Regions from separate parts of the Anas platyrhynchos genome. Here region 1 is linked to region 2. Evidence: chromatin contacts called from public Hi-C data. All regions are on one chromosome and are shown on one strand. Each heading gives the region's core, a stretch centred on a gene start, on an enhancer-like site or on the middle of the called end of the contact. The rest is flanking DNA. Distances are from core to core; before and after follow the strand shown. Region 1 holds the start of PGM3 (phosphoglucomutase 3). Region 2 holds the start of PRSS35 (serine protease 35).

Region 1 (4,255 bases), core at 1,735-4,234, 210 kb before region 2:
AATTTCAGACTCAAACAGGCTAACAATCAGGAGATACCCATTTTGTACACTTGCAAGAAGACAAGAACCGATAATCACCTTTTTTATCAGTTCCATAAAAGCTTTGGATAGTTTTTGGTAATAACCTTCCAGCGTTGGTTTCCCATACTGCTCCCGGGTGTTCTGACAGCAGACCACGTAATGTAGCTGTGGTGTGGTCACCAGACCATAATCTAACATAAAACAAAGGGCACAATATTCAAAAATAGAACACTGAATTAATTCATCCTTAAAAGCAGTATGGTATTTCCTACTCTACAGTAACCAAACACAACACAGGAAACACACAAGAAATTTTTCAAGTTCTGCTATTAACCCACTTGCATTAAAGCAATCCAACTCTTCTGAAAGAAGAGTGTTACACGCAAAAGTGGAAATGGCATCAGGGCTGCTGCATTAGGTCTACACAGCAGAGTCACATTTACACAGAAACCTGCCATCAGACTAGAACCACAAAAGCTCAACATACCGTGGTACTGGCCGCCCAGAACAGAGACACCATCTATTACCGCCTGTGAAAGCTTCTTGCTGCTTGGTCTGGAAAACAAGAAACACAGCTGATAACCTTTACAGGAAACACTTGTGTGGTTTGGAAAGGAAACGCATGTGGAAGATCACTATGAAAAGCAGGTTTCCTGCCAGTGGACATTTCTTCATTCAACATGAAGAAATCCATACCTTTCTCTACTGAAGGGGTCAACAATAAAAAAAAAAAAATTACAGTCACTAGGCCAAAGAACTGTGGAGATGAGTAAACTTCAAAACACACCTGGATGTGACATGGTGCCCACAAAACAGAACACTAAAGCATTCAATTCAGAAGCAGCGCTAGGAAGTTCTCGTAATTATCAGAGAAGCTAATACAGCAATGATGTTGGAACGCTTCTGTTGGTTTCTATCACAAATCAGTGCCAAAGGCCCAACGTGGCTGCTGGGTGCTTAGCTCTCTGCAGCCCTCAGGAACAAGCTGCTGGCACCTCTGTAAAAGCAGCATACACCTATTTTGTGATTACCTGGTGTCTCTACCAATAAACACTGAAGCATCTTTTTGCTGGTTCACTGCTGCTTTTTGGCAGATCTCAGTTAGTGTTTTCTGTAACTCTTGCTCCTCTGCATTTGCTAGCTGGGTGGCATATTCTTCCCAGGAGGGGTGCAGCATTTCACCGAGAGGATCAACCAGCTTCACACCATTATCTTCCTTAGAAGGAAACAGAACAGAACATACTAGAAGTGGGAAACTTAAAAGCTCTTTGAAGACAACTGACACAAGGCTTAATCACATTGCTTCTTTAATTATGGAATGTTTCTGGAAAGCGATAGCTTAGCTATTTATTCCGACCTCCAACAATCCCCCAAAGTAATATAAGCAGCATTTTAAGTCACAGATTCCCCCTCCCTTATAATTTTGGCATCAAGTTCATTTGACATTAAAATGTCTTAAGGAATACTCCACAGCAACAGCAGTCTAAGTGTTCGGTTTGAAACTGCTGCATTTTACTTTTTTTTTTTTTTAAATACCAGATTTTGCTCAAATGTTCATCTTTTCGAGGGTACTCCTGGCCTTGCCCATGTTACAAATTTCCTAACATTGCAGCATTTATTTTTCCACATGACAGCAACTGAACCCTCCCATATTTTCGAGGAAAAGCTATGTTAAACATGCCACAGATCATATTTCAAGGAAGCAGGCTGAACACACCCCTTAAGGATGTGCAGGTACCTGCAGGACGTGACCTCTAGGTACTTTTTGTTCCCGTTATTGTGAGGGGCTTTGATTCCACCAGTGACCCCATCCGATGTCTTTGAAAATAAAAGGTTGTTCTTACTTCAGGATTGTGAGATGCTGTAACCATGACACCGATGGTAGATCCTGTGGCTCGGGACCTGAGAGCTGCCAGCAAGCCCATGCGGAACATGACGTGGTCGAGCTGCTCTGCCTTGCTGCGGAACCCAGCAGTGCCATACTGAAGGGTGAGTCCAGCAGGCTTAGGATGCAGCGCTGAGTATTTTTTCAGTGCTTCAAAATCCATTTCTAGAGAAGGAAGTAGCAGAGATGCCCGTGAGAGAAGCAAGTCATTAAAGTTTGTTTCACAGTTTGCACTTCATTTAATTTTGAAGGCTACGGATATCTTAAACTGAGGGCAAGACAATACCATCAATAGCCCATAAACCCCTTGGAGGGACTGTGGGGAGGACCACTACAGGAGCAACCCATGAAGGAGCCTCTGCTTTCCCAGTGCAACACTAGATAACCAGAGCAGGGCCAGATTTCACCAGATCACAAGACAATGCAGCGATTTAGCCGAGGAGCTCTGAAATTCTCAGTTGTCCACTGGCAGGGCTCCCAGCAAAGCTCTGGCAAAGGGCCGGCCGCTTCCCACTTCAGCGTTAGCCACTCATTGCGCGTGACCACGGCTCCACGCACCAACCCTTGAGCCCTGATGCAGCCCGCCGCCCCTCTTCTTACCCTCGCAAATCGCAGGGAAGCTCCGGGCAGTGTCAGCGGGTATCTTCTTCGGGCTGCAGCTCAGCCAGGTGCGTGAACGCGGACAGAACACGACAGAACACGAGTCGCTCCCAGGACCCGTAACGTTGGCAGGCTCTGGGCCGGGGGTGCCACCCGAGCACCCCTCCACGAGCAGCCCCCAGGGGCTCAGCCGCGTTGCTTGCAGGGGGGCGGCTCCCGGACTCACCGCCCTCAGCCGCCACCGCCCTCCTCTTCCGGGCTCAGCACAGCCACGTAGCCTCCGAGCTCCGCCCGCTCGGCAGCCGGCGCTGACAGGACCCCCGGCGGCGGCTGCGAGCCCCCAGCCCGCAGGCACAGGGGGTGAAGGAGGGATGGAGGCTGCCCCCGCCCGGCCTCGCCTCAGCGAGGCTCTCCCTGAGGCAGCCCGCGCGCCGCGACCGTTGAGCTTCAAACGGCGGCGACCGTTGGTGCTGCCCCCCCCCCCACCAACCCCAACGGCCGCCGGTGGCCGGGAGCGCGGCGCGCGTGCGCGCCCCCGCCCGCCTCATGGCGGCTCCTCTGAGAGAGGGAAATAGAGAAAAGAAAAAGGAGATCAGGCACGATAATCTCAGTTTTCTCCTGGTCTAAGATAAACGTATTCTGTTTATCATCTATAATCCTGAGAATGCTTCATCTCTTAGAGTGAATACGTGCTTAAAATAATGGCAATACCTCTATATACAGTGCATACAATCATAAACACTTCATAAAATGTTTGGCTTTTTTAATAGATCCAGCAACTGGGCTGAATTCATTGATCAGATGCCCATTTGGTAAGGGACGAGATTCTCAAAAGCCACTTTCCCCTTTATTTTGACACATTAGTACGGTTTCCAACACAAAAGCACATTGGGAGCATTACTGAGGGAGCATTACTGATACCGTCAAGGTGCAGTGTGCGCAGCATCTTTTACTGCTTTGTGAATCATCTACTCTCACTTCATTCCACAAACCCATGAAATGCAAAGACTTTTGTGCTGCACTATCGAATTTTGCTTTTAAACAAAGCGGAGGGGGGAAAGAAAGCCCACCTCACTCTATCACGTGTGAGCTTTGGGCACTATCTGTACAATCTTTTAATGCTGTTGGCACCATTCCCAATATCCTTTTGCTATCATCTCATTATGGTCTCGTTACATTAATGGTAATTCTTAATAGTAGTAGTTGTTCAACTCATTGTATTTTATGCTTATGCTGTTAGACCAAGCATGTTGGAAAGGAAAACACCTAAGATGAGATGAATAAAGTTTAGTGTTTCCTCTTCCCCCCCCTCCCCCCAGTTTAAATGTATAATACAATGGATTATCATATTTAGATGTTATCAATATGTAGATTAAGAATGTGAATGAAAAGTCTGAAGTAGCTGTAAAGAACCACCAGCAGATGCCTTCCGCTTTGTCACTAAGCACCATAACTTGGAAATTGGTACAGAGCAATGAAACCACACTTACTGTTGAGCTGTTGAGGCTCGGCTGCTCAAATCTAAAAATCAAAGCACTCTGACAGCAGCTTTTTCATGACAGTGTTTCAGTACACTCTGCCGATGACTACAAAATTAATACCAATGATTTTTTTTCCAAATAAACCAAGGAAATTTTAATTTTTTTTTTTTTTCATAAGGTAAAAAATGTGTATGGTTTCCTATTATGCAATGAGGCAGAAAATTTCTCTCCTCTTTTTGAATTCAGGACCTGCAGTCTGCAGCCGTGG
Region 2 (3,676 bases), core at 926-3,425:
AGTAGCTGCCCCATGTTAGACCAGGGGCCCACTGCTGCCCAGAGCTGAGCCAATAAGCAATGTTTGCACCTCTGTGGGGGCATATTTAAGAAAGGAAGGAAAAAAATGCTGAAATAGCAGCTGGGAGAGAGAGAGCAGTGAGAAACAGCCCTGCAGACAGTGCAGAAGGAGTTGGAGGAGTTACTCCAGGTGCTGGAGCAGCAGTTCCCCTGCAGTCTGTGGAGAGGCCCCTGGTGGAGCAGGCTGTCCCCCTGCAGCCCATGGGTCCCACATGGAGCAGATCTCCACGCTGCAGCCCCCCCATGGGTGGAGGAGCCCCCGGGGGAGCAGGTGGATGTGGCCTGGAGGAGGCTGCGGCCCATGGAGAGCCCCCGCAGGAGCAGGCCCCGGGCCGGAGCTGCAGCCCGTGGAGAGGAGCCCACGCAGGAGCAGGGGGTCTGGGGGGAGCTGCCCCCACCCGTGGGGACCCCGTGCTGGAGCAGTTTGCTCCTGGGGGATGGACCCCGTGGGATGGAGCTGTGTGGGAGCAGTGCTTGAGGAGCTGCTGCCTGTGGGCAGCCCCTGCAGGCTCAGTTTGGAAAGGATGGCATCCCATGGAAGGAACCCCAATAAAGGAACCCCAATAAATTATATGAATTTCCCAATGCTGAGTTTGTTTTGCCCATGATGATAACTGTTGAGTGATCTCCCTGTCCTTATCTCAACCCTTGAGTCCTTTCCATTGTATTTTCTCCCCCTTTCCCTTTGAGGAGGGGAAGTGAGAGAGCAGTTGTAGTGGACAACACTTGGTTGACCTGTGAAACTTGCCACCACAGGCAGCTGTGAATGCTAAAGGCCTACCTAGGTTTAAGGGAAGATGGCTAAGTGCCTGATAAAGAATCCCAGCAAAGGTTATTAAGTGAGTAGAAACTACATCTGCCACAGGAAACCTCTGAGTTTAAAATAATGGTGGTAGGGAAAGTGCCCAAAGGGACTACTTGATATAGGGCTTGATCTTGCCCTATACTAATTCTCTTTCAGAGCCTTTTGGTCTAGAAAAGCCTTTGGCCTGACCCAGTGTGAAAGTGATTATGTTCAAGAAATTGCTTGTAAAACATAACTACCTGGTAACATTAATTTCTATCTTCCCTTGTCAGCTAAACTGGGAACCCTTCAGCTCATTTTCTCAGGTACATAAATAATTAGTATTACACTTTTAAGTTGTACGCACAAGCAGCAACAAAAGCAGACCTGCAAGAAAATTAACATTTTGAAGAAATCAACTCAAAAATTTGAAATGAAACTTTAGGCTGCAGTTCCTGGCCAATGCCTTGTTTCCAACCTACTTATACAATTAGTTCCACTAAGTTTCAAAAGTTAAGTCTTTGAAAGGAAAGATATTCTTATGATTACGACAACAAAATAGCACTCTGGAGATCTCAACTTGATCTCTAGCAATGCCACAAATTTCCTGCCGGTTTTGGCAAATCAAGAGGGCCATCGTCTAGCACGAGCTGATTTCAGCAGAAGAACTCACTGAATTGACTCTGGTTAAGAGTCTGGTTGACTCTTGCAAAAGTCTTTAATGAGTGAATTTTTTCGTGTGGTGCACCTGCACAGCACAGGAAGAACTGTGTTGTAGGGCAGGGGGCTGTGGGACACCAGCTGGGACTCCTGGTTCCTCCAGGGGGGCTGCAATGGTACAGGACCCACGGACCCCCAGCCAAAGGTCTCTGCCTTGGCAAGGGTGAAGAAAAGGCACCAAAGCTCAGCTCTAGTGCTGGGTTTTCTGCCTGTCTACAACCAGACGTGCTCCGGGAGCCTGGGCAGGGGAAGACAGAAGCATTAGACGGAGTGGGAGGAAGAGAGGGGAGAAGAAGAGGGAGGTGCTGGGAGGGCTGGGGCCCTGATGAGCGGAGCTGCGGCTCCTGAGGAGCGGACCCAGCATGGCCCGGGAGGGGAAGGCGCTGCGGGACCCCGAGGGAAGGGCGGGGAGACCCAGCCCGGCCCCAGCCGGGATGACCCCGTCTCTCCGCGGCGCTGCGCCTCCCCGCCCCGTGCCTTCATCCCACCCCATCCCACCCGAGGGGATCTCCTCTCAGCCCTCCCCTTCTCTCCCTGCCGTCCTCCCTTACTTTTTTTTTTTTTTTTTCCCTTTTTCCATCCCCTCCCCCGCCCGGGAAGACCCGGCAGCTCACCCCCGCCCCGTCCTCAGTAGCCGCGGGTGCTCGGCGGCGGCGGGTGCCGGGGCCGGGGTCGGCGGGGCAGGACAGGGCAGGACAGGACAGGACAGGGCAGGGGGTCTCTCACAGCCTGGAGGTGGCCGCTTCCCCTCCCCTGGGCTCCATCGGAGCCAGGTACAGCCCGGGGGGAGGCTGCCCGCACCTGGCCGGGGCGGCAGCCGCCGGGGAGCGGGGCAGGAGGAGGGCTGGGGGTGGCCGTGTCCTTGCCACCGGGCAAAATTTGGGGGAGCTGAGGGGTGTCGGTGCCCGGGGCTTGTGCAGGATTTGGTGTAAAGCCCCTGCCGCGTTAGCCTAAGGGATGCAGTTTTGATAGGACTGAAAAGCGACACGTTGCTCTGACCCTCTCCCCCCCCCCTTTTTTTTTTCTTTTCTTTTTGAAACACGGGCGACTAGCAGGACAGACGAGAGGGGCACATTTATTCCCCTTTCAGGAGGTTTTGCCTCTGTACAGCTTCGGCTGTAGGCACGGAGGGAGCCTCTTCGCATTTCAAAACAACCTCTCCTTTAATTCTGATTCACCCCCGCAGTATTTGTGCTACCATTCCTGCTCTCTTTTTTGGAATTGACACTAATTTTATCCAGATTCGTCACCGCTGGGAGCAGATTTATCTCGGAATCGCAAGAGAGCTGTGCCAAGGTATTTAACTTTCAGGCTCGGGAGAGAGGGAACTCCTTTGGATCAGCCACAGCAAGGCAGAGCCTCCCGCGGTCACGCCTGAAAGCAGGACCAGAGGATGGCTAAGGAGCTTTAGCGACTGGGAGCCTTCCCCTCCAGATCCTCGGCTTCTCCCAGGAAAACACCGGACTTCCAAGCGCTTGATGCACACAAACGGTGAGCAGAAGCGGAGCGGGCGATGAAAAAGCAAAGACCCAACGACCTCCTTTTTTTTTTTTTTTTTTTTTTTTTTTTTTTCCCCCTCTCAATCTCTGTTTCTCTGCTGATGTCCCCCCAGGGCATCAGGCTCGGGCAGAGCAGCCGGGGACGGGGACCCAGGGCAAGTTCAGACCCGGCAGCCGCTCAGCTTGTCCCGGACCGCAGCGGGATGGGGCTGTGTGGTTGGGGATTTTCCCTCTTCGGCCCCCTCCCCAAACCTGGCAGGGGAAGAGGGCGCAGCCCCGGGCAGAGAGGAGCGGGGGCTGCCTGGTGGCGAGCCCCGGGGCTGGGAGAGGCTCCCGGAGAGGGCTGAGCAGGGTTGCAAAGAAAGTTGCAACGCGCTCGTGCTCTGCCGCTTGGCCCCGAAAGGAGCCGTGCCGGTCTGAGCCCAGCCCTGCCGAGCTCTGCCAGTCCGAGAAGTACCGAGCCGTGCCGTGCCGGTTTGAGCCCAGCCGAGCCGTGCTGTGCTGAGCCGGTCCGAGCCGTGCTGAGCCGTGCTAAGCCGAGCCGTGCCGAGCCGTGCCGCTGTCCGGGCGCGCCACCCAGCGGCTGCCGACACTTGGGTGTCCGGGGGTTCTCC

What was found. A called contact is a pair of places that touch in the nucleus more often than the background predicts.
Region 1: a Hi-C map of subcutaneous adipose tissue shows a contact between it and region 2, with 3 times the contacts expected there. The contact joins the promoter of PGM3 here to the promoter of PRSS35 in region 2. A contact is called at or near these places in 3 of 8 Hi-C or Micro-C datasets (skeletal muscle and subcutaneous adipose tissue).

What each region holds. Positions count from the first base shown.
Region 1 is chr3:84,843,038-84,847,292 of IASCAAS_PekinDuck_T2T, reverse strand. PGM3 (phosphoglucomutase 3) reads right to left here and starts at 2,984. Exons shown (of 13, transcript XM_005024795.6): 1 at 2,507-2,984; 2 at 1,866-2,071; 3 at 1,053-1,237; 4 at 509-576; 5 at 79-212. The coding sequence starts at 2,069.
Region 2 is chr3:84,628,573-84,632,248 of IASCAAS_PekinDuck_T2T, reverse strand. It overlaps PRSS35 (serine protease 35), which reads left to right and starts at 2,175. Exons shown (of 3, transcript XM_038176693.2): 1 at 2,175-2,336; 2 at 2,826-3,054.